Linked DNA regions of Ovis aries: region 2 is linked to region 1. A link is a contact called in public Hi-C data. All regions are on one chromosome and are shown on one strand. The core of a region is the stretch at or near the end of the contact, and the rest is flanking DNA. Distances in the headings are between cores, read along the strand shown.

Region 1 (3,728 bases), core at 347-2,846:
GATTCCTCAATAAGTACTACTGGATTCCTATTGTGCTCCGCAGCTGCAAGGCTCAGGATGCAGAAAACACTCTGTCTTGAAAAGTAAACATATAAAAAATTACAATTCAGTGAGACAAGCACTCTGATACAGGCGTCCTAGGACTTCTATCACACGAAGAATGGTTATCAGCACTCAACACTGCGAATAGTTTCATCACAAACTGAAGAAAGTAGAAAACAATTAGGACTCAGACACCTCCTCCAACTAACCATCACTCCAACCCCCAGCACCTCTGTAACTTATATAAGCCGTTTGCCCCCTCTGCCTACCTAGGCAGGGGAAAACCAGCAAGAGGACACAGCAGGAGGGGGTGCTGTGGAATAGCCTGTCTTTCCATCTCCGGAGGGACGAGGATATTTGAGCCAGCGGTCATCCTCTTCCTACTTGTTCATTTTCCCTCCAAAGACCTTCCTTAAAAGAATAAAAAGTGATCGCTACCTTTTCTGAGAGTCCTATAATCACTGTGGAAAATTCTGAAAGAGATGGGACTATCAGACCACCTACCTGCTTCCTGAGAAACCTGCATGCAGGTCAATAAGCAGCAGAACCAGACATGGAACAACAGACTGGTTCCAAATCGGGAAAGGAGGACGTCAAGGCTGTAAACCGTCACCCTGCTGATTTAACTTATACGCAGAGTACATTACGTGAAATGCCAGGCTAGATGAAGCACAAGCTGAAATCAAGATTGGTGGGAGAAATATCAATAACCTCAGATATGCGGATGACACCACCCTTATGGCAGAAAGCGAAGAACTAAAGAGCCTCTTCATGAAAGTAAAAGAGAGTGAAAAAGCTGGCTTAAAACTCAACATTCAAAAATATAAGAACATGGCATCTGGTCCCATCACTTCAGGGGAAATAGATGGGGAAACAGTGGAAACAGTGTCAGACTTTATTTTTTGGGGTTCCAAAATCACTGCAGATGGTAACAGCAGCCATGAAATTAAAAGATGTTTACTCCTTGGAAGAAAAGCTATGACAAACCTAGACAGCATATTAAAAAGCAGAGACATTACTTTGCCAACAAAGGGCCATCTAGTCAAGGCTATGGTTTTTCCAGTGGTCACGTATGGATCTGAGAGCTGGACTATAAAGAAAGCTGAGTGCCAAAGAATTGATGCTTTTGAACTGTGGTGTTGGAGAAGACACTTGAGAGTTCCTTGGACTGCAAGGAGATCAACCAGTCCATCCTAAAGGAAATCAGTCCTTAATATTCATAGGAAGGACTGATGCTGAAGCTGAAGCTCCAATACTTTGGCCACCTGATGTGAAGAGCCGACTCACTGGGAAAGACCATGATGCTGGGAAAGGTTGAAGGCAGGAGGAGAAGGGGACGACAGAGGATGAGATGGGTGGATGGCATCACCAACTCGATGGACACAAGTTTGAGCATGCTCCGGGAGTTGGTGATGGATAGGGAAGCCTGGAGTGCTGCAGTCCCTGGGGTCGCAGAGCTGGACACGACTGAGCGGGACTGAACTGAAAATGCTCCAGCCCAGCAAAGTTTCACACCACAAGGGACCACTAGGGGGCGGTACTGCAGTGCCAAGCTGCCTGGGGCAGGACTTCCGTCGCCAGCCCGCCAGCTTGTTACGTTTTCTAATGCTAATTTTTAAGGACAGTTTAAACTGCTCTTTCTAAAATTTAAATGACCCATAGTATGTGACCCCTAAGTTAGTATAAATAATTTCTCTAGGGCAGGAATCTAAAACTCCTGAATTACAACACTCAAGACTGGAATTAAGAAGGAAAAAAAAAAGTAATTTTTAAGGCAGCTGCAAGTTTTTCACGGTCACAGCTTGGGAATGAAGAGAGACTCTGAATTTAAGAGGAGCTTTGAAGCTGAGCCCCAGAACAGAAGGTGTACTGTAAAAGCTGGAGGGGAGAGGGTTGGAGAAAAGGTAGATCCAGGCGTGATGTAAGGAGGGCTTAAGCACAGGGAGTGAGGATTGGCTTATGGAGGATGGGTGAGCTTGGGACATAACTCCCATTTTTATCAAAATGCTACCAATCTTACTGTAAACTGGTACCCCCTTTCTGGGGCACAACATGTAAGTGCATATTAAGTCTTAAAAGTGTCAATATCCTTTGACCCAATAATTCCATCTTAGTAACTTATAAGGAAATTTTTAAACTACACAAATATTTGGCTATAAGGATATCCAGCATTTGTAATAGCTAAAACCCCCAAAATAACAACAACAACAACAACAACAAACTATAAAGAAACTAACTGCACTTTAATAAAGTGAAGTCGCTCAGTCGTGTCCGACTCTTTGCAACCCCATGGACTGTAGCCTACCAGGCTCCTCTGTCCATGGGATTTTCCAGGCAATAGTACTGGAGTGGATTGCCATTTCCTTCTCCAGCAGATCTTCCCCACCCAGGGATGGAACCCAGGTCTCCTGCATTGTAGACAGACGCTTTACCGTCTGAGCCACCAGGGAAGTCCACGGTATGAGTTGCTTAAATGAGTTGCGCTTTAATATGAGTTGCTTAAATCAATTGAGGACTATTTTGTAAGTATTACAAAGGATGTGCAAATAAAAACTTACATGTGCGTGCGTGTGTGCTCAATCGTGCACACTCTTTGGGCCCCCATGGACTGTAGCCCCACAGGCTCCTCTGTCCATGGGCTTTTTCAGGCAAGAATTTTGGCGTAGGTTGCCATTTCCTTCTCCAGAGTGTAAGGTATAGTTCAGACCGAGGCAGAAAGAGGAAAGATGACCTCAACAGAAGTAGGTTACCTTTATTCAGGCAAGGAGGGGCGACGGTCAGCCTAATGACCAGGGTGAGCTCCGAGAGGGATCAGGGAGGCTCCATGTTTATAGGGAGGTTTGTGGAAGCGATAAGGGAAACTTTAATCAGGCGGGATGTTTTGGGTATTCTTTAGTTGAGATGGCATTTGTAGTTGGGCGGGGGGTGATAAGTCTTCTGGGCAGGTGTAGGGGGTGGAAGGTTTCTAGACAGAGGGTGATAAGTCCCAGATAGATGCAACCAGCCTGGAGCATCAGGGTGGGACCTAAAGTTCTGTTTTGTTTTCTCCGAAGTTAGATGATTCAGCAAGGGCCTTTGAGACTGTTGTTTTCTTTTCTAGGCCCCAAAGTCTCCTTCATTCCAGACCTTGAACTCATAAAAATATGGGGAAAAGGACGCCGTATCTCTCTGGCTACTTCCTGCTGGATAGGGGCGATGATTTGGGGTCTGGCATGGAGGATCGTCCTAGGGCTCAGGGTCTCCTTTTTCTGAGCTTGGGGTGAGGCTCTCAAGAAGAAGAATGGTCTTGACCTGATCTCGAAAGATGGCCCGAATCCGTTCTTGGAGAAACCTTTGAAAGAGATTGAAGAGACAGGGTCCAAATAAGAGGAATAGAATGGTAAGCACCAGTGGTCCCAGGAAAGGGAGCAACCAAGGGAGGGCCTGTTGGAACAGGTTTTGAGGGGTGTAAAGGTTTTGGAACTCTTTTCTGCAGCGTTCAATTCTGTCTCTAAATTCTTTGACTCTGCCCTGGACTATGCCCGTTTCATTAACAAAATAGCAGCAGTCCTCTCCTAGGAAAAGGCAGGTCCTTCCCTTTTCTGCGGTGAGAATGTCCAGGGCTTGCCTACTTTGTAAGGCCACAGAAGCTAATGAGTTAATTTGTCTTTGAATTGAAATGCAGAACTCCACTACCTGCTCCATGT
Region 2 (3,728 bases), core at 698-3,197, 44 kb before region 1:
ACTGTAGACTGCCAGGCTCTTCTGTCCATGGAATTCTCCAGGCAAGAGTACTGGAGTCGGTTAGCTTTCCCATCTCCAGGGGATCTTTCCAACCCAGGGACTGAACCCGGGTCTCCCGAATTGCAGGCAGATTCTTTACCATCTGAGCCACCAGGGAAGACCCACACAAACCTGCTTTAAGCAAAAGCCTACATTAAGGAAAACAGAACTAAACTTCTCCAGACTCAGGAGAAGCCACCTTGTTGAAGCACCCCACCTTCCCATTTCAGAGATCTGTGGCTTCTCTCAGCTGAAGCTGGGAGCTGGGTTTGGGTTGGCCCTTTTCCATTGGGCTTCCCTTGTTGCTCAGCTGGTAAAGAATCCGCCTGCAATGGGGGAGACCTGGGTTCAGTCCCTGAGCTGGGAAGATTCCCCCTGGAGAAGAGAAAGGCTACCTACTCCAGTATACTGGCCTGGAGAATTCCATGGGCCATATAGTCCATGGAGTCGCAAAGAGTCGGACACGACTGAGCAGCTTTCACTTCACTTCTTCTCTACTGGGCCATGGAGTGCCCTCTGGCTGCCTTGTGGGGCACTGCAGTAAAGCGGGGCATGCTGGGGCTGCTCGACACTCCGAGGAGGTGCAGGGGGCAGTCATCTGGTCTCCAACCTAGTCAGCCGGTCCCTGAAAGCTCAGGGTCAGCGCTGAGTGGACTCCACCTGACTCTTCTGCCACAGAGGTGTGGCATCACTGGTCAGCCTGCTGCCTGGTGGGGTAACCAGGGCTTCTACCCTCTGCTCTCACCCTCCCAACCTTCAAGCTGCACGAGAGGAGGGCAGCCTTCTGTAGTTCACATTCATTAGGTGCAATTCTGTCCTGACAGTTGTATTTATGGTTTGGGTCCCAAAAGCATTGGCTGGCCTTTGATGTTTGTTCTGCTTTGAAACTCGGTCTTTTTCCTCTAAAAGGGAGAAGAAAGAGACTTCGCTTTCTGTGAACACTACAGTTAATCCAGTTCCAGGAATGGTTTGGCCTTCTCTACATTTCCATTTTCTGTGTAAAAAGCTGGAGGAAGTTGAAACAAAAGTGAATGTCTCTTTTTTATTGTTCTAGTGGCTTTTTATCTAGAAACCTTCCAGGTCAGTCATTACTTTCTGTTTTTATAAGAATGGTCGCATCACCATCACACAACCTGTGCCCATGAGAGGGTGGGTCCAGGGGAAGTCAAACTTCTGAGGGAGAACCACTATTGGGATGTCTTGAATACTACAATGTGCCTGCACCCACAGTGGGGCTGGATTTCTGCTTGTTATCCAACACTTGTTTCTGGGTCACTTAGCCAATTGTTGGCGTCACCTTTATTCCTATCAACTGGGCACAGAGTTAAAACATATAAACTGCACGGGGAAAGAAAGAGTTTCAAAATCGACTTTCTTAAGAGTAGAGAAAGCAGAGATTAAACATACCCAACAGAAGCTAAATAAGGTCACAGCCTTTAATTAATTCAACTTGCTATGAAAATTACACTTGACATGTGAACCAAACCATGCATGAAAACTAAAATTTACACCAAAGATAAATTAGTGCTAATCCACTTTATGAAAGATTCTTTATTACTCAAAAATCTTCTTTTGACCAAAGGTCCAAACTTCAGAATTTGCAATGCTCTCCTCATTTATTGAAAGCAGAATTTGATTTACACAGTTTCTCTGAAGCAGATCCCCTTTATCGAGGTCTAACTAACGTGAAAACCCTGTGAGATGCCTCTCAGAAGTGTGGTCTGGAACTGGCTCCCATGCCCTTGGTTTGCCTCCTGTGTGGTTCCTGGGTCCTGTCCCATGCAGACCCTGACATCATCCCAAAACCCAGGGCAGAGAGAATGTTGGACGACTTACCCCGGTGATCACGGCACAGTCGGACGCGGTCACCAAGAGGAGTATCACTGAGACTCGCGCGGCACCTCTCATGGTCACTTGGGGTGGAGGCAACCACTGCCAGCTCCGTTGCCTCCGCTCAGCCTCAAACCTGCCAGCTCGGAAGGCCAGGCTCTCCTCTGAGATTTATAGCGTCCGATCCAGGCTGCCTGTGGATGCTTTGTCTCCACTCTTGCCCATGACACTGTTATTCAGATGATCTCAGAGATGGAGATGAGACCTGAATCCCAAATGACATTGAATCACCATCGAAACCAATAAAGATGAACCATCGGCGGCAGTGACAGTCGCTCTGACTCTCAGGACGCAACGATCCAGTCAGCTCCATGCATCGTACCCCACAGTCCTGTCGCCTCTGGGGCGTCCTTCTATTCTGCTTGGGGCCAGGGGAAGGCTTTGGTAATAAATCAAGGGATTAGCAACATCACCACTCACTCCTCCCTGCACCAAACCCAGGATCACCAGCTCCTTCACACTCAAGCCAATAAGAATGATCTGGGCTCTTCCTGTTGGCTCAGCACTGCTGTCGGAGTGAGGGGCTGAGACAACATAGTGAGAAGGCAGTGTCCTTGGTCCCCTAGAACAGGGGTCCCCAACCTCCAGGATCTAATGCTTGATGGTCTGAGATGGGGCTGATGTAATAATGATAGAAATAAAGTGCACAGTAAGTGTAATGCACTTGAAATCATCCCCAAACTATCCCCCCAACCTGGTCCGGGTCCATGGAAAAACTATCTTCCATGAAACTGGTCTCTGGTGCCAAAAAGGTTGGGGACTGCTGCCCTAGAAGGTAAAATTCCAATAGGGAGACGTAAGACAGTGAGAAAACAAAGCCAGGCTTGTGGGGTTGATGTTCCTGAGAAGTTCATAAGGAACTGCCCTCTAAGAGGCTCTGGACAAACACCAAGTGTCACTTGGCTCAGGAACCAGAGGGCAGAGGATGAGCCAGTTGACAGGTCCCTGGGGAAAAGCGTGCTTGAGCTGGGTTTCAGCTAAAGGTACCAGGAGCCATGTGCCTTCCTGTTCTATGGGTTGAGCTTGACCTTATCCAGGGGCTAACAAACATGGTGGGCTTGGACACCAGTCTTGGGGAAGGTGAATCTGGGCACAGCCCCTCCTACCAACTGATGGACCTTTTATCAGACAATCCCCACAGTGATAAAAGTCCCTTCTCTCTACAGTGATAAAAGCCACTATTGCCCAAGAAATGTCCTCAGTTCAGTTCAGTCGCTCAGTTGTGTCCAACTCTTTGCAACCCCACAAACCGCAGCACACCAGGCTTCCCTGTCCATCATCAGCTCCTGGAGTCCACCCAAACCCATATCCGTTGAGTCGGTGATGCCATCCAATCATCTCATCCTCTGTTGTCCCCTTCTCCTTCTGCCCTCAATCTTCCCCAGCATCAGGATCTTTTCAAATGAGTCAGCTCTACATCCTGCAATATGTTAATAGGTGTTGCTACTGTTATTGCTAAGTTGTTTCAGTCATGTCTGACTCTGTGCGACCCCATAGATGGCAGCCCACCAGGCTCCCCTGTCCCTGGGATTCTCCAGGCGAGAACACTGGAGTGGGTTGCCATTTCCTTCCAGTGCATGACAGAGAAAAGTGAAAGAGAAGTCGCTCAGTTGTGTCCGACTCTTAGCGACCCCATGGACTGCAGCCTACCAGGCTCTTCCATTCATGGGATTTTCCAGGCAAGAGTACTGGAGTGGGGTGCCGTTGCCTTCTACATGCATACAAATACATACATATGAGATTTCCACAGTGGAAGCTTTGGGAAACTGATTACACAGTTCCACCAGCTTTTTTTTTTT

What was found. A called contact is a pair of places that touch in the nucleus more often than the background predicts.
Region 2: a Hi-C map of liver shows a contact between it and region 1, with 2.3 times the contacts expected there. The contact joins the promoter of PROK1 here to the enhancer-like site in region 1. A contact is called at or near these places in 10 of 16 Hi-C or Micro-C datasets (hypothalamus, liver, mixed tissues and 5 more).

Annotation. Positions count from the first base shown.
Region 1 is chr1:87,717,094-87,720,821 of ARS-UI_Ramb_v3.0, reverse strand. LOC132658082 reads right to left here. Exons shown (of 2, transcript XM_060401415.1): 1 at 3,718-3,728; 2 at 2,775-3,373. Among named protein-coding and RNA genes, the nearest start is that of LAMTOR5, 11 kb to the right of the region's middle. Within about 2 kb of position 1,596, at least 1 of the 54 cell types and tissues checked has an H3K27ac peak or open chromatin away from gene starts, as enhancers often do. A contact at or near this core is called in liver, where this site is marked.
Region 2 is chr1:87,761,029-87,764,756 of ARS-UI_Ramb_v3.0, reverse strand. PROK1 (prokineticin 1) reads right to left here and starts at 1,947. Exons shown (of 3, transcript XM_027964841.3): 1 at 1,876-1,947. The coding sequence starts at 1,947. It overlaps LOC114113153 (a long non-coding RNA gene), which reads left to right. Exons shown (of 2, transcript XR_003588202.3): 2 at 949-3,728.